Linked DNA regions of Mus musculus: region 2 is linked to region 1. Evidence: chromatin contacts called from public HiChIP or PLAC-seq data. All regions are on one chromosome and are shown on one strand. Each heading gives the region's core, a stretch centred on a gene start, on an enhancer-like site or on the middle of the called end of the contact. The rest is flanking DNA. Distances are from core to core; before and after follow the strand shown.

Region 1 (3,351 bases), core at 346-2,845:
TTCTTCATGTCAGTTTTCCCACCTGTAAAATGGGGTGCTGTATTAGCATCATAACGCATCATAGAGCTGTATAATCGGATACAGGGAAAGTACAAAGCAACCAGAGAGTGCTTGGTAAAACCCAGTCATCACTATAATCTTTTATGGGCCACAAGTCATTTATGGATGAACGCATCTCAAAGAAAACACTCAGGTCACCACTTCCAGAAGGATCTATTTAGGAGGTGCTGCCAATACCCCTGGGCCTCACTCATGTACTGAACTTAGAATTTCCAGCTAGTGAAGGCCCTCGCCTTCCACCCTGGCCTCTGTGTAAATCCGAGGGCCATCCTCTCTTCACCAAGCTGTGGTGACTGTTGCACAGCAAAGGTGGCAATTATGGCAGTGGCTATAACTTCCCGGGGCCTCATCTCTTCTCCTACAGGTGTAAATAAGGCTATTTCCATCTATCCCTTCATTGGATAACCTGGGACCTGATGAGTAGGAGACCCTGTACAAACGAGAGACCGTCCACTTTAGTTCCAAATGAAGCCATGAAAATGGCAGGGGTCCTAGGACCTACCTGATACACTTTAGTCAGCTCTGCAGGTTCAGTGGATTGTGTCCAGTGTCCAGTCTTGTTCCTAGGCTCTGGGGACATCTGCATGCCAGGACATGCTTGAGGTGGTGCCCAGGGAGAGGAGTCAGCGGCTCTTTCTAGGGACTGGTGTAAGGGTGACTGTATTTGGGGACAATAAGGAGGTGTCACCCAGGGATCCACGTTGGAGATCCTGTTCCCAAGGTTTTCAGGTGAGATCAGAGGTCCAGGACAAGCAGGCGGGCACCCCCAGGACACCCCACTACTCATGGCTGATCCCAGGCTAGGACCAAGCATCTGAGCCTGTGAGGGGCTGCCACCGTCGGGGCATTGAGGGCATCGGTGAGAGAACGCCGCGTCCGCACTCCGTCGGCGCCTGCGCCGCAGACTGTCCTCGCTGAGGCCCAGCAGGGCTGACAGGTGGCCGATGTAGCGGATGGCCAGGCGCAGCGTCTCGATCTTGGTCAGGCTCTGGCCTGCAGGTGCCACCGACGGCGGCAGGAAGCGGCGCAGTTCTTGCAGCGCGCGGGCGAGTGTGCGCATGCGCAGCTTCTCGCGCTCGCTGGCGCTCTGCCGCTGTCCGCCTGCGGGCGCTGGGCGCGTTCGTCGGGGCGCCGTCGCCTGGGTAGTGCGCGTGCTACGGGCCGGGCCGGCGGGCTGCGAGGGCCGACGGGTGGCGTAGCAAGGGCAGGAACCGGACGAATCTGAGGACGAGGCCGGAGACGTGGAGTCCGATTGCTGAGCCCAGCCCCAGCCCTGGGAGAAGACCCAGTGGTCGAGACCCTGGAGGCTCTGAGGAGGAGGCGACTGGGCCATGGCTGGTGTGACTCTGGGAAGCTGGACCGGTCACCTCCAGGTCCTAGCTTTTATCTGGACTAAAGGTGTGAGGTGGTCCCCTGCCAGGTTGCAGAGAGGTGTCAAAACCCACAGAGCCCAGGGAAGGTCTGGGCAGGGGGGCCCTGGGAAAGCGGGCCCATTTGCAGAGGTGTGGATTCTGACCCCTCGAAGGCTCTAATGGAGGCCCCTGCTGCCGGGAAGTGTGGGAGAGACAATTCGCATCTGGATGGAGTTGCTAAGCTTCTCACCGAGCCCCCACCTTCACTCCGCCCTGCTACTGCAGGGTGAATACACCCGAACCCACCACCACGGTAGATGGCTGCTGGGTACCTGGATGTCTATCCCGTGCCTCTGGTTCACTTACAGAGTGGCCACCCTTCATCATTAGCCTTTAATGGGCTATGCCTGTGCTGGTTCCGACCAGCACAGTGGGGCTTCCTCAGGTTCCCCCATTAGCCAATTTGCTGTATACACTTAGAAACTCTCACTGACCACAGTATCTGTACCCACTAAAAATGGAACCCAGCAGCCTGGAGGGTTCCAGGCTGGGAAGTGGAAATGGAAGGAGGTGGATGCCAAAGCCAACTTGAAGCTTTGTGTCACCTTGAAGCCACCTAATTTCTTTGAGCTCATCTCAGTAGGAATTGCTGCACAGAATGACTTCCAGCCCTCCCTGGATTAATCCTGAAATTGCTTGCTATGGGCTTTCATTGTGCCTACACTTTATAAAGAAGGGACTGATACAGGTGTGGTCCATATACCCGTAATTTAGCACTTGGGAGACTGAGGCAGGAGAATTGGAGGGAGGTGAGGTCAACCTGTACCCATCAAGAACTTGTTCCAGAAAAGAAAATCAATCAAACAAATAAACCCAGTACTGCCACCGGTGACCACTCATGGCTATAGTCCAAGCCCTTGGGAGGTAGAGGCCAGAGGATGAGGAGTTCAAGTCCATAGAAAGTTTGAGGCCAGCCTGGGCTACATGAAACCCTGTCTCAAAAAACTAAAACAAATCAAACCCAGGCACTAACATTTCAAAGTGTTTATGGGCACACATTTGCTTATTATATGCAGGGCCCTTAACCTGCCTGAGCTTGTCCTGATTAGCAAAACAGCTAAGTATGGCATCTGCTCCCAGAACTTCTGTGAGAAACAGCTGAGGTAATAAAAGCCAAGGACAGGCTCTCCTGAGCATCAACTGCAACTGAAACAAGGCACCCATACCCTGCATCATCTCCAGGACAGAAAGCTAAGGGTTAAATGAGCTTTTGGCGCAGTCAGGCCTTAGCCACCGAGGCTGAGCAGGTCCAGCTGGGTCTTGAACCAAGAGCATTGTTTCATTAGGGAGAGGGGACACAGAGAACATTTCCAGAAGGGAAAGGCCTGGAGGTGGGAGGGCCAGGCACGTCTGGAACCAGGCTGAGTTGGTTTTACTCTCAAGGCCACGGGGAGCCTCTTTGACTTTTGAGCAGAAGGGTAAAGTAATCTAAAATATCAGTCAAGGTGAGTGTGACAAGAATACTTTAGAGGACTGGAGAGATGGCTCAGTGGTTAAGAGCACTTGTTGCTCTTGCAAAGGACCTGGGTTCAAGTCCCAGCATCCACATGTTGGCTCACAACCATCAGTAACCTCAATTCTAGTGGATCCAACAGGCACATGTGGTGTACGTACATGCATGAGAGCATTTATTATTTATAAATAAATAAATAAATAAATAAAATTTTAAAAAGTTTTCAAGAAACCTCCCAGCACTAGGAAGTCAGAGGTAGGCAAATCTGTGAGCTCGAAGCCAGCCTGGTCTACAGAGCAAGTTTCAGGACAGCTTGGGCTACACAGAGAAACACTGTTTTCTAAAACAAACAAACAAACAAACAAACAAAAAAGTAGTTTTCAAGAATGGACTTCACTGGCACAGCCTGGAGTAAACAGTGCTTTG
Region 2 (3,351 bases), core at 360-2,859, 80 kb before region 1:
TGAGCATAACACATCCCCTCTTTGCAGTAGGTCTGGGTGCTTAGAACCAAACAGCTGTTTATCTGAGCGTCTAAAGGTATCTCATCGTCACACTGCAGCACATTAATTGATCTTAACAGGGATGAGGTGAGGGTGCTATTTCAGAGTCCGGGGAATACTTAATACACTTTCAGAAAGTTTCCATTAAAGTAACATGATGGTGACTTAAGAATCAACTCTCTCCTGCACTGCTCTATCTATCTCCCTAGTTCCCAGGTGGAACCAAGTATGCCTTCCTCCTTATGCCCTCCACGCTGTGCATTGCAGTAATCCCTATGCTGAGGGTGGAGACAAGCCCTTCCCAAGAACACTGGGTGCCAGGACCTCCAGCCCTGGTTCATATCTCAATCAAGTCAAAGAATATTCTGCCTCTAACCCCACAACAGTCACACCATTTAGGGAGAGGAGGGTACAAGCCACCAACAGAGGTCAGGTCTGATTATCACACTTACTTTTGGCACAGAATCACAAGGCAGTTCACAGGCCCAAGAACAGCAGTGCTCCGCGTGTCTTGAGATGCTGCAAAATACTAGGTTCCAGAATGAGAGTAGTCAAGAGAGAAAAAGGCCCACTCCCAGGTCTCTAGGGCATAGTTCTGCCTTTGCACTCTCCGTTTCTTTTTTTACGTGGAATATATGAGAACTAGAATCTGACCCTAAGCCAAGGTCATTTCTCTTCCCTAGTCTGTGCTGAGTCCATTCTGGTTCTTTCAGAGCACATACCATCTAGCAGACAAAAAATGACCCACCCTCTCCCCCAAGAATCTCTTTCCTACTTACTCTCTGAAGACTTTTCATAGAATTTACTCAAGCAATCTAACCCGAGGGGATAGAAAATGCTATCTATCCTTGGCTTTTTTTGTAGTTACTTTTTTTTTTGATGTTTTTTTTTTTTTTTTATATGACACACACCAGAAAAGGGCATCAGATCTCATTACAGATGGTTGTGAGCCACCATGTGATTGCTAGGAATTGAACTCAGGACCTCTGGAAGTGCAATCGGTGCTCTTAACAGCTGAACTATCTCTCCAGCCCCCCACCCCCCAGTTACTTTGTAAGCTTGGTTTGTAGATGATTAGGAATTCCTTGTTAAAGCATGAGTGTTGTGAACTTGGTGCCCTGATTGTCAGAGTGACCGTGTTCTTTTATATTTGGTTAGTATTTTATTGATTCTATCTCCTCAATGGCCAGGCAGGAGTGTGTGCCTCTGTCTTGTAAGATTTTAATCCGATGAGGAATTGAAATTACTCTAGTCTAGAGGTTTCTGTGGCTGTCAGCAAGCTAAGGCTGTGGTATGGCTAATGGGCTGATAGTGTCCAAGAGATGTTGCCTACCCTCCCTGCCCCAAAGCCTCCAGGGTGGGGTCCAGCACCCCCCCCATCCCCCGAGAGCTGCCCTGTGTTGTGGAGTCAGCTCTGGAGGTGTTCTGAGGCACTACATTTGGGATTGACGCTGACTCCTCAAGCTTCACGTTCTGTATTTATTGGCGAAGGTGTGCGAGGTTGACTGCTTCAGCTTTGGAGCATGGCCAAGTTCAGGTTTGAAGACTGCTCCACTAGAGGAGAAGCCTGACTTCAGGGCTTTACCCCGCCCTTCCTCTTCTTAGACAGTTTGCTCCCAGTGGTAGTGATTGCTGACAAAGGTAGAGGCAGAATGTTCTTTGATTCATCCCAGGGATGGGAGGGACCCTTGGAGGTCTGGGCTTTGTGTCCTTGGGAAAGGCTATTGAAACTGACTTGTCTCCACCCTCAAAAACTCCACAGCCCAGTTTCTGTAACTTTGAAGTGGCATCTGTGTCCTTCCTGGTGTACTCTTGTCAATCTTGTTGAGACGCTACCAGGCTCATTTTAATCTGTTTTATCTGACGTGGAGTTTCAGAGGGCCAAGTTTGGAGGCCATGCCAGATCAACAAGCTGTGTCACCTCAGCCTAGTACTGGACTCTGCTTTCCCCAGCAGCTGTGAGCTAATGCTTTGTAAGCACTGCTCTGGGCACCCGCAGGAGACCTAACGTGCAACCTCAAACGGTCACGTTAGACAAGAGACCTGCAGAGAACAGTACCGCAGTGCCCTGGCTTAGTGTCTCAGTAGACGCTCAGCCAGATCACCAGGGAGACGCTGACTCCCATCAGCACAGGTCCTCAATGTCCTTGACTTAGGTGGCCCAGTCCTAGGCAGTCAGAACCCCAAACCTGGAAGAATGGTTTTGATTTTCACAGAACTATTTAGCAAGGTCACCATGCAAGATGAGTTGAAGGCTGCAAAGTGTGGGAATTGGCAAATCTCAGCAGTCGACAGCATTACAGACCCTAGCTCTCATTTGGGAAAGTGCTTTCTTTCTACTGGGAGATGGCAGCAGGTGGACAGCCCTGTTCCTTTTGTGCTGAGGATCAGACCCAGGTCCTTCAGCATGCTGAGCATATGTTGGTCTACAGAGTGAGTTCCAGGACAGCCAGGGCTATGCAGAGAAACCCTGTCTCAAAAACAAAACAAAACAAAAAAACACAAAAAACAAAAAAAGATAAAGAAAAACTGAGGATATACAGATATTTGAGTGGGAGTTAGAATGAGAGCAGAGCAGCGGCATAGCAAAACAGGGCAGAGGATTTGTAGAGCGCCTGGCAAGTTAGCTGAAAATCACTCTTACTTTTGGCAATTGTGAGATAGAGGTTTCAAGAGAAAAAAATTTAAGTTGTGTAGAACTATAAATACCAGTTTTCACTCATTAAAGTGTGGCCATAGATTTATGTCCATCAAACTCAGGAAACCCCAGCTGCTCCCTGCTGCTGTACAAACTCTTAAGATTTCAGATGCATCTCTCACCTACATTCTCATATCAGATTGCTCTCTTGGAACCTTGGGGCTGTCTTAAACCTTATGTTCAGGTAAACTCTTCCCCTCTTGTGAGTATTTCCGGGTCAGAGGGCCATTGGATTGGCCAAGAGCTTAGAAACCAAGTGACACTTCTTACTTAAACCCCAATAAGCACTTGTGAGGATATTTGACAATATCATAGTGGTAAATGCTCACTGGGCCGAGAGAAGGCCCAGTTTAGTGATGATTTGTGCTCAGAGTGCACGCTTTTTGCTTTCCTCTAGTCTCATCTTTTCTTGCTTGCTTTTTATTTTTGCAATTATAATTTCTCCCTTCCCTTTCTTCTCTTTAAACCCTTCCATTTACCCTTCCCCCACTCTACTTCAAATTCCTGGCCTCTTCTTTCAATAGTTGTTATTGTGTGCATGTACGTATCTGTATGTACATATGTTATTGTGTGCATGTACGTATCTGTATGTACATATACCCAAATATAACTGC

What was found. HiChIP or PLAC-seq counts read pairs in DNA pulled down with a chosen protein or histone mark.
Region 2: an H3K27ac HiChIP or PLAC-seq map of embryonic stem cells shows a contact between it and region 1, with 6 read pairs. The contact joins the enhancer-like site here to the promoter of Mesp2 in region 1. A contact is called at or near these places in 7 of 39 promoter capture datasets (the C10 cell line, embryonic stem cells, frontonasal cranial neural crest and 4 more), 1 of 15 datasets of contacts at CTCF or cohesin (the NIH/3T3 cell line), 7 of 484 Hi-C or Micro-C datasets (the C2C12 cell line, the Patski cell line, bone marrow-derived macrophages and 3 more), 2 of 115 datasets of contacts at active chromatin or transcription factors (both in embryonic stem cells) and 3 of 9 other capture datasets (adipose tissue, embryonic stem cells and pancreatic islet).

What each region holds. Positions count from the first base shown.
Region 1 is chr7:79,808,971-79,812,321 of GRCm38.p6, reverse strand. Mesp2 (mesoderm posterior 2) reads right to left here and starts at 1,595. Exons shown (of 2, transcript NM_008589.2): 1 at 563-1,595. The coding sequence starts at 1,393.
Region 2 is chr7:79,889,244-79,892,594 of GRCm38.p6, reverse strand. The region is part of intron 4 of Ap3s2 (adaptor-related protein complex 3, sigma 2 subunit); the gene reads left to right. Among named protein-coding and RNA genes, the nearest start is that of Ap3s2, 30 kb to the left of the region's middle. Within about 2 kb of position 1,609, at least 20 of the 459 cell types and tissues checked have an H3K27ac peak or open chromatin away from gene starts, as enhancers often do. A contact at or near this core is called in adipose tissue, embryonic stem cells and pancreatic islet, where this site is marked.